3 separate regions of the Mus musculus genome follow, and all the other regions are linked to region 2. The links are chromatin contacts, called in public Hi-C and HiChIP or PLAC-seq maps. All regions are on one chromosome and are shown on one strand. The core of a region is the stretch at or near the end of the contact, and the rest is flanking DNA. Distances in the headings are between cores, read along the strand shown. Region 1 has its middle 17 kb from the start of Gm31928. Region 2 overlaps Gm3331 (a long non-coding RNA gene). Region 3 overlaps Ets1 (E26 avian leukemia oncogene 1, 5' domain).

Region 1 (4,239 bases), core at 471-2,970, 200 kb before region 2:
CACATGCACACACAGTTTGCACCAGGGAATCCCTAAAGTAGCCCATTGGGTCTTACTGCTGGGGTGCGGATCTACCTGTAGACTTCACATTTCTCTTTAAGAAGTGACAGGTGTGCAGAAATGATTCCACAAAGAAGCTGCAATGTGGGATGGCTGTGTGCCACGTGCTCAGGCAGTAGGTGCAGGTGTCTCTGGGCTGTGGGTCTCTGCACTCGTTCTTCTGGCTTCGACACAGTCATGGGAGAGTTTTACAAATGTGTTAGGATGATGTCTCCACCTGAGCTGGCTGTTGGATTCATTGAGTAAAATATATAATATATCTGTCTGTGACATTAAACTACTTTCATAGCATTATGGTACAAACTGCACCTGGAAGCGGGGATCAGGGAGAGGAAGAGGAGAGGAGAGAGAAGAAGTGGGGAAGGAGGAAACAGAAGGAAGAAATGGATCACATCATCTCCGCGTTAGATATCGTTTGGCTATGCTCAGTGCTCACACACGATGATAAGGAAACGCCTGCTGCTGCTTCTCAGTCTGTCCCTGCAGTTACTGACCAGGTAGCAAATGCCTCGCTATGTCCCCAGGTCAGATGGTCCATCTATTTTCCATTGGCATACTGTCTGAGGAACATGAGCTGTGGAAACCAGCTTCTATCCCAAACTTCCAGGGCTGATCTATACAAGTGGAAGAAAACATCCAAAAATGTAGAGAGCTTCATCTGGGGGGAGGGGGTTGAGCTTGCTAAACCCACCCTGACAGTTGCTTCCCTGGCTTCCCCTATGCCTACCGGCTCATCTCCACTCTGAGCCAGCCCTGATGGCAGTACCTTGCGTGTTGTGAAAGGGGACCACTTGCTTCCTTTAAGGCTAGAGGAGACCTGCACCACTCATAGACTGTGTGCACCATGATCTGAGTCACATGAGCCTTGTTCACTTGGGGTGCTGACTCTAACTCTTGGTACTAGGAAGTTGCCTTGAGGTTTTAGCCTCATGTTTAAATCCACTGCCCAGACTAAAGTCCTAGCCTAGAGTAAGGGAACATTTTAGGTCATCTCCCACGGCTCTTTCTTGGAGCTGAATCTAGCTTTCTAATGTATCAACCACCCCACCACCAGGCCTGACTGGATCTTGCATGCCAGAGCAGAGCTTTGCTCCCTCGGGTTCTCTCAGCTGGCCTCTGGCACCAAGCAACTCCGTTCACACTTGGACTCTGCTGCTAAACTGAGCTAGACCCTTGCCTTGGCTCTAAACGATGTGCACTTTGCATCACACCAAGCTCCTTCTTGGTTCCCTCTTCCTCCTTTTGCCATCTGCCTGAGGACCATGGCGCCAAGGCTTGTTCATATTCTTGCAGACCACAACAGCAGTCTAATTCAGAGAAAATATCTCACCAGGATCCTTGGTACTTGGATGTATAGTCTAGGGCAGGGGGGACCTGTTAGGACCCAGAACCTGGTGAATGCAAGTCTCCCTTGGACTAACACAGATTAGTACAGACTCCTACATTTTGTGCCACATGAAGAAATGGGGTTTAATGCACAACACGGGTAGAGCTTAGAACTAAAGCCAATCACATGGCAGAACCCACCATCCCTCCGATCCTCAGCCCCATACAAGTGGTTGTTCTGACCATCCTGGTATGAGACATTTACCAGTCTCTGGTCCCTACCAACCATGAGCTACACAAGCCACAGGGCCCCAAGCTGCAGGTGGTAATTTGCATAGGGCAGTGTCTCCTCTCCCAGGAGGTTAGGCCTCTCTGAGTTTCTTTTCTGTACAAGGGGAGTCGAACAGTGTCTTTAAAAAGAAAGAAAAACAAGACGGGTGACTTTGCTTGGACCTGGGTAGTAAGGTGTTCCAAAGTCTCTGTGGAAGTAGCTATTTCTGGCCCCATTGTCGTCTGGGTTACAGAGGAAGGCCTCCTGGCAATTCTTTGCTTGAAAGACAGAAACAGAACATTGTTTCTGACGGCTTTGATTTAATGGCCAAAAACAGTTATAGGAAACTGTTGAGCAGATGTTCTGAGAAACTCAGAAGAGACTGGGTCTTTGAGAAGGGCTATTTTTAGACAAATGCTTCCTACCATTGGGGGCTTCAGTACTTACAAAGGGGGATGTAAAAGCAGAGAAAATGTGGGAGAGAAGGGGGGAGCACAAAAGTGTGTGCTTCTAGGGCCTTTGGATATTTTGACAATCACAGTTCAAGTTGCTGTCCGCCTTCCCATGATGTGCTAGGTGCTAGGAAATCTCCATCATCTGTTCATTCTTTATTCCCTGTCCAAGCTCCAGGAATAGTCAGTGAGGCTGGTTTCCTGACCACTGTATTTTCTCACCTCTCTTTACCCAAACCCATCTTTCACCTCCTTTCTATCTGTCTCTCCCGTTCATTTCTCTTTAATCCTTCATTTCATGCTCAGCTGTTACTTTCCCCCTCCTCCAAGAAGCCTTCCCTGAATGCCCTGGGACAAACTGGGCCCCCTTCTCCATTGTGCAGTGAGCTTGGTCATGACTGTTCTGCTTCTGTGCCTTCCTTTTTACTCAGACTGGAAGCTTGTGGAGGCTGTGGACCCTTCTGCTGTCCCCACTTAGCACTTGCCAGGGCAATCGTAAGCACCGGGGTCACAGAATGTAAGTATGGATGTGTGGGAAGGAAGTGATCAACTGAGCATATTCATTGGGTTAGCCCTTCCAAGCTTCACCTACAGTGGCAGAAATTTATCTCCCTGTCACAGGTTTTCAAATCAAACCCAAATGGTTACTATGATTAAGATAATAGACTAGTGACTACAGTTTGAGGCAGTCTTTACTGTTTCCAGGAATCTGGGACTTTGGGACAGTCATTTGGAGAACTGTCATACGAACGCATCTAGATGCGGATATCATCTATCTTTTAATTCTAAGCTTCTGTTTTCCCCACCTCGCTAGGGACAATCATTTTCTGGGACTGGGGAAAGGGCAGAACTTCCAGAGGTCATTGGGTGTATGGTTCCAGTACAGCATCACTCGTAATGGAAAAGTTAGATAAACAGGAGGCCAGAGCACCTCATTTGCTGCTGTGGCTGGAGCCACATCCAGTTGGAACAAGAGGACAGTGGGGCTGCCCAAGGGACGTCTGACTGGTGGCATCATAGTAGAGGGCACTGACGCCTCAGTCCTCCTACAAAGTCCGGGAGGAATGAAGTCCGTTCTGTGTACCCCATCATAGACTCCATAACTTGAGCAGCCCTCCTTGAGCACGGTCCAGAGAGAGCATTTTCTGAATGAGGTTAGGTGCATTGGATGCATGGAACAAGGGTCATCCCGGCCTCCCCAGGGGCCAACGGCCACATTGCTGCACTCTGGTCAGGAGCTTCCGTGTTTCCCGGGGGTTGAGTTCAGACAGAACTTGTTTGGGGTTTATGGCTTTTTAATGAATCTTTCCATCTCTTTTTATTTTTGTAGAAGCATTAATAAAACACAGTATCTGTGCGCTAAAAACAGTCCAAAAATCATGCCTATTTTACTGGAAAAGAGGCATTTTTTGTTTGTTTGTTTGTTTGTCTTTAATTAAAATAGGGTCTCATGCAGCCTGCGATAACCTTACTATGTAGCCAAGGATGACCTTGAAGCCCTGGCCCTCCAGCTTCTATCTCCTGAGTGTCAAGACTACTGAGTGCTGGGATTTTGAGCATGCATGACCACACCTGATTTTTGTAGCACTGGGATTCGAACCCAAGGCTCTGTGGTACCAGGTGAGTACTCTGACAGTTGACATCTGGAAATCCCTATCAAAGTTCAGAATGTAAAGGGCTCTTCCCACCACACCCACCCCTCTGGGTGCTGAGCTCTGCTCTCTCTATTTTGTTCTGTAGATGAAGGCTCTGCCCTGGTCAGAGAGGTGAAGTAACTTGCTCAGAAACACACAGCAGCAGGAGGGTGAAATGCTTTCCAAGCAGTTCAGGTTTCCTTGATAACAGAGGCCAAGTTCTGTCATTTCCACACTAGGCAAGCCTCACCACTGAGCTCCACTCCCAGCCTTCCCAGGAATTTTTATCTGGGTGTTCTTCAAGAGTTTCTTCATTAAAGCTTTCCCTTTCATCGTTGCAATTCTGTTTGAGTTTGCTCCCGGCTCATCCCCCTTTTCCAGGCCTTAGGTTTCTCATTTTGGCCACCAATACCTACAGACCAAGACGCCTCAGAGCGAAAGACAGGGGAGGGTCTTTCAGACCCGAGATCTGAAACAGTGATGTTTCAGAAACATG
Region 2 (4,001 bases), core at 48-2,547:
TCCAGGGGGTTATCCTTACCTCACATAAGGATGTATATATAGCTCACATGAGGACACTAAGCTTCTTCTTAGCCTTCTTCAACTTCTTCTCAGTCTCATTTATTACACCAGAACACTCAACTGCTGGTCGCTTGGTCCGCCACTGTTACATCCTCTTCTGAAAAGCTCGAAGGAAGCACAGTGACATTCTGCCTGTAGTTGGCACAGCAGTGAGATCAGTATGCACACTACATATGCGGTCTGCTTTATAACGTTATTGCTCAGAAACAGGATGGAGGGTGTGCTGGCTCAGAGGTACTGGGAGAACCACAAAAGAGACACCTGGTGAGAGCTGCAAAGGAAGCAAGGACTGCTGACAAGGGTCACTTGGTGTGAGGTTCTCCACTGGGCACAAGATTACTTGGCCAATCTATTCCAAGTGGGGCATTTTTTTCCCTGTGGAACGTTCCCTTATCCCTCCTTCTTTTCCACCTTTCCAGAATTTCTGAAGATACTTTCATCTCTGACCATCTGCCATTGTTTTACCTTACCACCACTGCCCATGCGACATATAGAGGCTGTTAAATGGACAGATGATTGAGACTGTGGTATGGAAGAGGAGCTATTAGAACATTTAAACCCTGAGAATCTTGCATGTGGGGTATCATTCCTTTCTTTATGATTTTTATGCTAATAGTTTGGTGGCAAAATATTTTACCAGAGACCGGGGAGTGACCAACAACCAAACCATTTGGAAGAAGCCATTCTACATCAAAACTTGTCTATCATACCCTTAAAATCAGCCAATTACTGTGGCAATTTGTGTGAGAGAGTGTGTGTGTTCTTTCACTTTTCTTATTCTTTGAGGCAAGAGAAAACATTACTTGCGTGCTAATGGGCAGAGGTCTTTCAGGGCGCATGCGCCAGAGCATATACTTTTCTACAGGGTCCTCCTGCTTGGTGTTTCTGTAAGCAGAGCAGAATCACATTGCACCATTGCTTCCTTTCTCTCTGTGCTTAGAAGCTTGACCACTCCAGAGACTGCTGCACCAAGGGCTTCTGAGAAATGCAACCCTTGCCTGAGGATGCTGGGAAGAAATAGCAGCGGAGCCAGTGTCCTCTTTACAGAACTCCTCAAGTCACAGAACGCTGAGTTCTCCTGGTGGTCATGGGTTCATGCTACTTCATCTTACAGCTAAAGAGACCGACTTCCAGAGGGAAAAAAAGAAACTTGACTAGACCTTCCCTACAACAGAGCTGGGACACAGCCTGGGCTTCTAAGCTCCCTGTAGTCAACTGCAGCTCCCCAGGGCTTCCTCCTTCCTTCCTCCAAATCTGGAGGACCCGAGAGGGGACAGCTGTGGGTAGTTTTGCGCACAGGTGTTTCCGTTGGTTCCCAGACTCTGCTGCTTTTCTGGGAGACTCATTTGTAGGCTTTGCCCCGTCTCTTGAGATTCCCGGATCGCAGTCTAGACCGACTCCAGAGACTTCCTTCTCAGGGGCATCCAAGAGAGGTCAGCTATTCATTCTCGCCTGAGTCATAAGGGGTGGGCACGGTCCCAGGATCTTGCTTCTTAAGACTCAGCTCAATGTCCACCTGACTCAGCAGGAGCTGCTGACTTTCCTGGGGATGCTCTCACCAGAAGTTATGAGGTTGTGTTTCTGTTTCTGTGAGGAGGAGACAAAAAGAGCTGACAGTGACCACTGGGAAGGAGAAGGCACACACACAAACACAGCATTCTCAACCCTATAAATAACCCTAATTAAAAAGAAAACACCAGCATGCTCTCATCTTTTTAACTTTTTTTCTGGTTGGACATCATGGGAGGTCCTCCCAGAGGAACATCTAGGCTTGCCAACAATAACCAGGCTCTGAGAAAGAGAAGTTTCTATGTCTCTGTCTCTCTCTGTCTCTCTGTCCCTCTGTCTCTGTCTGTCTCTGTCTCTATGTCTCTGTCTCCCTGTCTTTGTCTCTCTCTCTGTCTCTCTCCCCCTTTGTCTCTGTCTTTCTGTCTCTCTCTCTCCCCCTCTCTCCCAGCCAGTTCGAATCTCAAGCATCTTTTTCTCACCATTCGTTCTGATCCTCCCTTCCCCCTTTCTGTTCTTTAAGGTGATGCTCACCCTGTCTCTGAATTTGTATTCTACCCTGAAGTATGAAGCACTGTCAGTTGATTTATGAGGGCAGTTCAGTGGGGCATCATTCATCACACAATTAAAATAGTGCATGAGGGCTTCCCCTGGAGGGAGGTTTTGGCTATTCTAGACTCATTTTTAAAACGGACCAGATAACAGGAGACACAGCACAGAAGTCGCTTTCTCTTACAAAACAGGAGGAATGGGGAATGCAGCTTAGCTGTCTAAGAAAGCTCTTTGAGCCCCACCAGGAGGGCAGAGTCTCTGTACAACTAGAGTATGGGGAGGCTACTTCAGGTGACAGTCTGAGGTCCCAGTGTGGCCCAGCCTTCTGTTTTGTGAAAGAGGATCCAGGCCTGAGAATTTTATAGGACCCTCCCTACGCTCCAGGACACACAGTGGGACATGAACTGAATGGAGGAAGAACTAAGCGCTCAGTTTCAAGTTAGAGTTCTTCAGCATTTAAACTTAGAAAGTATGGTCATTTAATTCCCAACATTGTAAAACAGAACAAAACAAAGCATTGCGAGAAGTTTTACTAGCTTAGATTGATGCAGCTAAACATCAGCAGGGCCAAAGGCTCTCATAAATGCAGCAATCCTAGGTGGTCTCTTCAACATCACACTCCTTATTTGTGTGTCTCATGCCAGTTTTAGATCCCCAAACAATCCCACACACTTAGACCACAACTATTTATTGAGCATAAATATTTAGTGCCCCTCCATGCTTCCAAGTATCCAGTGAATAATGCTATCATTTTATTAATGACACTGAACTCCCCCCTCTCTGTATGTGTGTGTGCATGTAATGTGCATGTGTGGTATTCAGTGTGTGCATAGAGGCTTCCATATGTCTGAGTGTTTATATGCATTCGTAGACCACAAGGCTGATTTCTAGAATCATGCTTGATAGCTTTTGCATATTATTCATTGAGGCAGAGTCTCCACAGAGTTCTTCAGTATGACTAGTCTCTTTAACCAGCCTGCTCCAGGGTTCCTGTCTCAACTTTCCAAGGCTGGAATTACAGAGAGATGGACATGTACAACTGGCTTTTATGTGGGTCCTGGTGACCCACGATGGTTCTCACACAGAAGCATTCTTAACTACTGAGCCATCTCTCCAGCCCCTCATCTGTTTTTCCCTCTGCCTCTTCAACTAGCTGTAAAGGCTAGACTCTCTGTTTTTATTATCTTCTAATTGCTGAGACCCGTGGTTGCTAGAGTTTACCGTTAGCTTTCCCTAAACCAGGCTCTGTCCTTGATGTTCTGAAGATATGGAAAGTATAATCTCGTTATCCTAGCAGCCTAAAAAGAGGAATAAGATTTATATTTCTAATTCTGTATGTTTTCTATATAGGAAGATTATTAAAAATTCGAACCTTTGGGGCTGGAGAGATGGCTAATCAGTTACAAGCAGTGGATAGTTCTGCAGAGGACCTGGGTTCAATTCCTAACGTGCAAATGGTACCTCACAGCTGTCTGTAGCTCGGGCACCAGGGGGTCCAACCACCTCTTTGGGTTTCTGAAAGTACCAGACACACAAGTGGTACATAATAATACATGCAGGCAAAACACCTCTACACATAAAAAGTAAATAAAAGAATGAAAACCAATAAAATAGTGTAATTAAAAAAACGCACACTGAATAAAATTAAAAAGTGCTAATATGGTGTGTTAAGTGACGTTTGCTTGGTCCTCTCATCTTCTCGAATCCTTTATATTTGCTTTAAATGTTTAGACACTGCAGGCTTTTTAGTTCCTTTCTGCATGGGTTGATCTTCCTTACGCACAGTTCTAAAGCCCACTCTATCCTTTAAGATTATGCAGAAATGGCTTTGACAGTCCCTTTTCTTCTCCTATGTCCATCTCTCACAACACTGCCACAAGACC
Region 3 (4,373 bases), core at 223-2,722, 140 kb before region 2:
TAAATAGAACTGGGTCTAGTTCAAGGGTTTAAATTGGTTTGGTAGAGAGAGCAAGAACACAGCATCATGTCCTGGAGTTTTTAATACATTTCTTGGGTTTCTAATCTTCAACAGACAGGTCCTTAACCTTATTTTTGAGTTCTTATGCTGGTTTCATAATTTAAGACATGAAAGGCCTTGGTCAATGGACAATAAATGCCACCCTTCCTATGAACCATAGTTCAACGATGAAGTTAAAGGAGCCAGAGAAAGAAGGTGTCTGACTCTGACCTAAAAAGCTTTGACTACTTTCTCATTGCCCAAGGCACATCCTACCCTCAGGCTCTCTCTTTCCTCCTTTTTTTCCACCCCCGCCCCCCCCCCCGTGCCCTCTCCTTCTCCTCTTTTTCTATCATATATAACACATATATTACATCTGCCAACATTGTCCCCACTATAACTCGTTTCACCAGTAAAAAGAGAGGGGTACCTGAGAAGAAGTACCCAGGGCATTCTGGGATTGGGGCTCACTGGAGCTATGCTAAGGAAAAGTCAGGACTTTGGCTGGCTGTGTGTGAGAGAATGAATCCTTTCCTCGGTGCTGGGAAAGGAAGGAGACCCAGGTGCAGAAAGAGCGTCTCATCTCAGCAGGGCGAGCAGAGTGACAATTAGCATGCAAGCCTTCTGTTGGCCTGACCACCTGATAGATAAATTCCTTGTTTCTCAAAAAAGCCAAGGAAGTAACAGCATTGCACTGGAACTCTCAGGGGGCTCTGGAGGGGCGGGGGAGTTCTCTTAACTTCTTCAAACCGCAAATATTTAGTCCGAGTTGGGAAAAGGTCCCCGGGGCACCAAGTTCTTATTGGATTCTAGCAGTTTGACCCCTCTTCTGGAACAGGGGCGGGGGCGGGGTGGCCACTGCTGGCTGGCGTCGCCTGCTCGTCTCCTCTCAGCTCCCGCGGGCCGGCTGCTAGCGGGCGCTGCGGATCTCTGTGAATGGAAATGGTCGGGTGGGTGGATGATGTGAGAGGGCTGGGGCTGATCTGAGTTGAGAGGGGGTGTGAGAGCCGAGGGGGTGGGGACGGCCGGGCAGGGACAGCCTGTGGTGCTCACGTCTGGCCGGGAGAGACTCTTGGCCTCCAGATGTTCAGTGTGTTTATAGCTGCCAGAGCAAGAGACCAGCTCCCTCGTTAAGAAGTTGCTTTCTTGAGCTGCAGCTTCTGCAGCTGGAGGCTGCGCCCTCCCTTCCCCCAGGCTGGTCCCTCACCCCGACCCCGCCTTCCTCCTCTGCAATCCTCCCAAAATACACGAGCACACAAAAAGAAAAACACCAGCAGATTTTTTATTTCAGAGAGTAAACACTTGGGCCGTGGGGGTCTGGAGGTTATGGGAAAAGAGGAAACCATCCAGCTAATCAGGCAGCACACACTTCCCCCGCTGAAATAAAACAGAAATCTTTGCTCCGCAGGGCTGCCGGGTTAACCCCGGCACTGCCAGCCAAGCAGCGCCCCAGCGGCCCGCCCCGAAGTGGGGTATCCAGGCCCCACCTTGGGCAGCTGCCACTGCTGACTCTGGGAGGGGAGAGGCCTGGCCTGCCTGACCTGCCTGCTGTCCCCTTGGTTTGTGGTGGCACATCTGCTTAAGAAACAGATGAGATTCTGAACTTAGATTTAGATTGCAAGAGGCTAATGGGAGTTCTAGATAGGTGGGGTGTAAGCAAGGGCACCACTCCCTGCCAGGAGAGTCCTTGCTGTTAGGAAAGCCAGCTTGTTTGCCTGCTGTCCCTCCCTCCCTCTCTCCTTGTCTCCCTTCTCCTACCTTCTCTCCATCCCTGCCCCCCCCTCCACCTCAGTTCTCTCCTTCTAGTTCTTTCCCTACTAAGGGCCTTCAGAGTCTATATCCCTTCATTTGCCCCCTAGCTGCCTGTCCAGAGACCATAAATATCCTGTGGGGCAAAAGTCAGGGGTCAAACAGGAGGCCTAATTGCACTATGGGAGAGATCACCTCTCCCTGGGCAGCCTTTGGCCCTCAGAACTCGCCCCTGTGCATAGCCTCTGCCTTTCAGTTCAGACCCTGCCCTATCTCACTGTCTGGAGGGCTGGCTCTCTCTTCTCTGCATCACTGTGGTTTTTTGTTTGTTTGTTTTTTGTTTTTTAATATGGATGGGCTTCCTATTCCTGAGCATCCTATTAAGCCTTACCTATGGCCTTTGAAGACTCTTGCTTCTTAATAAAACAGATTTCCACAAACTCTATTCACCCTTTCAGGTGGCATTTAAACCTCAGCCTCCAAAGCAAGCAAACTGCTTTGCAAGTTGGAATTCCTTTCTTGAAGACCTTGTCAAGAGGTAGTGGGAAAGCAGAAACACCAGTGATTTAAACAGCGATAGAACCAGGTCCTAACTGCCTGTGTCTTTTATTGGGTCTCCTGCTTGTACATCACCAACCCTGAAGACCTTCTACCAAGTCTTAAATCTGCTAATTGTCACAGATTTTCTTCTTCTTCTTCTTCTTCTTCTTCTTCTTCTTCTTCTTCTTCTTCTTCTTCTTCTTCTTCTTCTTCTTCTTCTTCTTCTTCTTCTTCTTCCTCCTCCTCCTCCTCCTCTTCTTCTTTTCTTCTTCTTCTTCTTCTTCTTCTTCTTCTTCTTCTTCTTCTTCTTCTTCTTCTTCTTCTTCTTCTTCTTCTTCTTCGTCAGAAATGATCTTGCCAAAAATAATACATACAAGAATTTTGCTTTCCCCTGCTTCTCAGCATGATCTGGGACTCCAGAGAAGTTAGGATCTCCTACAGTAAGGGGAAAGGTTCCATTGTGCCCCGCAGAAGCAGATAGGGAGAGCACACCAGCATATCTTGTTTAACAGCAATGAATTCACTGTTGTCAACTTCCTTCCTCCAAATCCCTTTCCACTGCTGTGGCTGATCCCCAGAGACTGTATTTAAATCTGGAAGTTGTTTCCATCCCATTGTCTTGGAGATAAGAATCACGGCCTGGCTCAATGTCCAGACACATCTTTCTGCTTTATTTTATGCTACTCAGGATATATCTTGAGTCGGCTTTTCTACCCTCTAGTGGGTTCACCACCCTCACCTTATACAGTGGGACAAAGTGTGGTGACTGTCATGTCTGGATCACTTTGTCAGAACATATAGTGTAACAGTGTCAGGAGATCTGTTGGGTGTGACAGTCCCAGCCAACTGCCTCTGTCCAGGCACCATCCTCTGGAGTCCCAGCCCTCATGTCTGATCTCTGGCTTTTCTTGAAGTGGCTGACCAGGCTCTCTTGCTAAAGTTCACTTAGACAACTGGTAGTTTGCAGACCTCTCCATTCTAGAGAGAGATTACCCTACATGAACTCTGGATTACCCTACATGAACTCTGGATTACTACTTGGGCCTGCTAATTGTTGTTTTAGTGTATGTATCTTTCATTGGTATGTTAGATAGACATTCTAGTGGAACAAGACTTAGGGCTGGTTGATGACCCTAGGCCAAATACTGGAGTTTTATTATGAAAGTGGACAGCTGCATCTGGAATCAGATATGCCTGTGGACTGTCCTAGAGAGCCCAAGGGAGGTTAGAGAGAGCAAAAAAAAGATGCTTCATCACTTTGAACAGACCTGGTGTATCAGGCCTTTCATCATTCCCTTTTTAACTGAAAATTCTGACTTTAAATTTCCCGAACAACAAAACCAACAGAGCCGGTTTGAGTCTTGTCTTTTGACACCGTTTCAGAGTGTCCAGGCAGTTTCCTGGGCATATTTGCTTCTTGATTAAAAGTATCAGATATGACAATACCTTGTTCTTCTCTGGTGACATGAGTGTCTGAATGATCGTATTCCAGAGCTGTGTGAGAGGGCGTTGATGTTATTTACGCCTCCCGGGGGTTGAGGCTCATCCATGTATGGCTTCTGCTTTGCTATGTTCCTAGGAATGATATTATTCCTGCTGAACTTGAGTGAAAACTTGAGCTGTAGTTCTGAGGTGGGAGGAAGAAGATAAAACTGTCGGAAGGAGAGAACTGTAGGAAGGAGAGTTAGAGAAATGAAGAGAGAGAATTTGCTTACCCTACTGTCCATTCCCAATCACTGAATACATTTTATCTGTCCTTATGGTTTCTGTTTTCCCTCTTCATTGTCACCTCCTTCTCAGTGACTCCTGTCACTATCCTGCAGGGATAAAACAAAGTAAACCTGCTTTCCTACCAACCAGAGCCCCACGCAAACCTCAGAGATGGAGCAGGGAAATGAGCCACTGTCCCCTGATTATTTTTGGATCTCCACTTGGGTTTTCTTTTTCTCCAACACTGGTTATTTGAGGGCACGAATAAACCTGGTAGTTTGCAAGGCTTGGGTGGAGAGTGGGTATCTCTTTGCTGCGACTCAGCTGGGGTTAAG

Evidence for each region. A called contact is a pair of places that touch in the nucleus more often than the background predicts. HiChIP or PLAC-seq counts read pairs in DNA pulled down with a chosen protein or histone mark.
Region 1: a contact with region 2 is called in an H3K27ac HiChIP or PLAC-seq map of double positive thymocytes, with 2.4 times the contacts expected there. The contact joins two enhancer-like sites. A contact is called at or near these places in 1 of 484 Hi-C or Micro-C datasets (bone marrow-derived macrophages) and 2 of 115 datasets of contacts at active chromatin or transcription factors (double positive thymocytes and large pre-B cells).
Region 3: a contact with region 2 is called in a Hi-C map of uterus, with 2.2 times the contacts expected there. The contact joins two enhancer-like sites. A contact is called at or near these places in 5 of 484 Hi-C or Micro-C datasets (double positive thymocytes and uterus) and 3 of 115 datasets of contacts at active chromatin or transcription factors (bone marrow-derived macrophages, cardiomyocytes and fibro-adipogenic progenitors).

The regions. Positions count from the first base shown.
Region 1 is chr9:32,611,386-32,615,624 of GRCm38.p6, forward strand. No RefSeq gene overlaps it. Among named protein-coding and RNA genes, the nearest start is that of Gm31928, 17 kb to the right of the region's middle. Within about 2 kb of position 1,721, at least 57 of the 459 cell types and tissues checked have an H3K27ac peak or open chromatin away from gene starts, as enhancers often do. A contact at or near this core is called in double positive thymocytes, where this site is marked.
Region 2 is chr9:32,815,439-32,819,439 of GRCm38.p6, forward strand. All of the region lies in intron 2 of Gm3331 (a long non-coding RNA gene), which reads left to right. Among named protein-coding and RNA genes, the nearest start is that of Gm3331, 34 kb to the left of the region's middle. Within about 2 kb of position 1,298, at least 48 of the 459 cell types and tissues checked have an H3K27ac peak or open chromatin away from gene starts, as enhancers often do. A contact at or near this core is called in double positive thymocytes and uterus, where this site is marked.
Region 3 is chr9:32,671,244-32,675,616 of GRCm38.p6, forward strand. The region is part of intron 3 of Ets1 (E26 avian leukemia oncogene 1, 5' domain); the gene reads left to right. Among named protein-coding and RNA genes, the nearest start is that of Ets1, 37 kb to the left of the region's middle. Within about 2 kb of position 1,473, at least 187 of the 459 cell types and tissues checked have an H3K27ac peak or open chromatin away from gene starts, as enhancers often do. A contact at or near this core is called in double positive thymocytes and uterus, where this site is marked.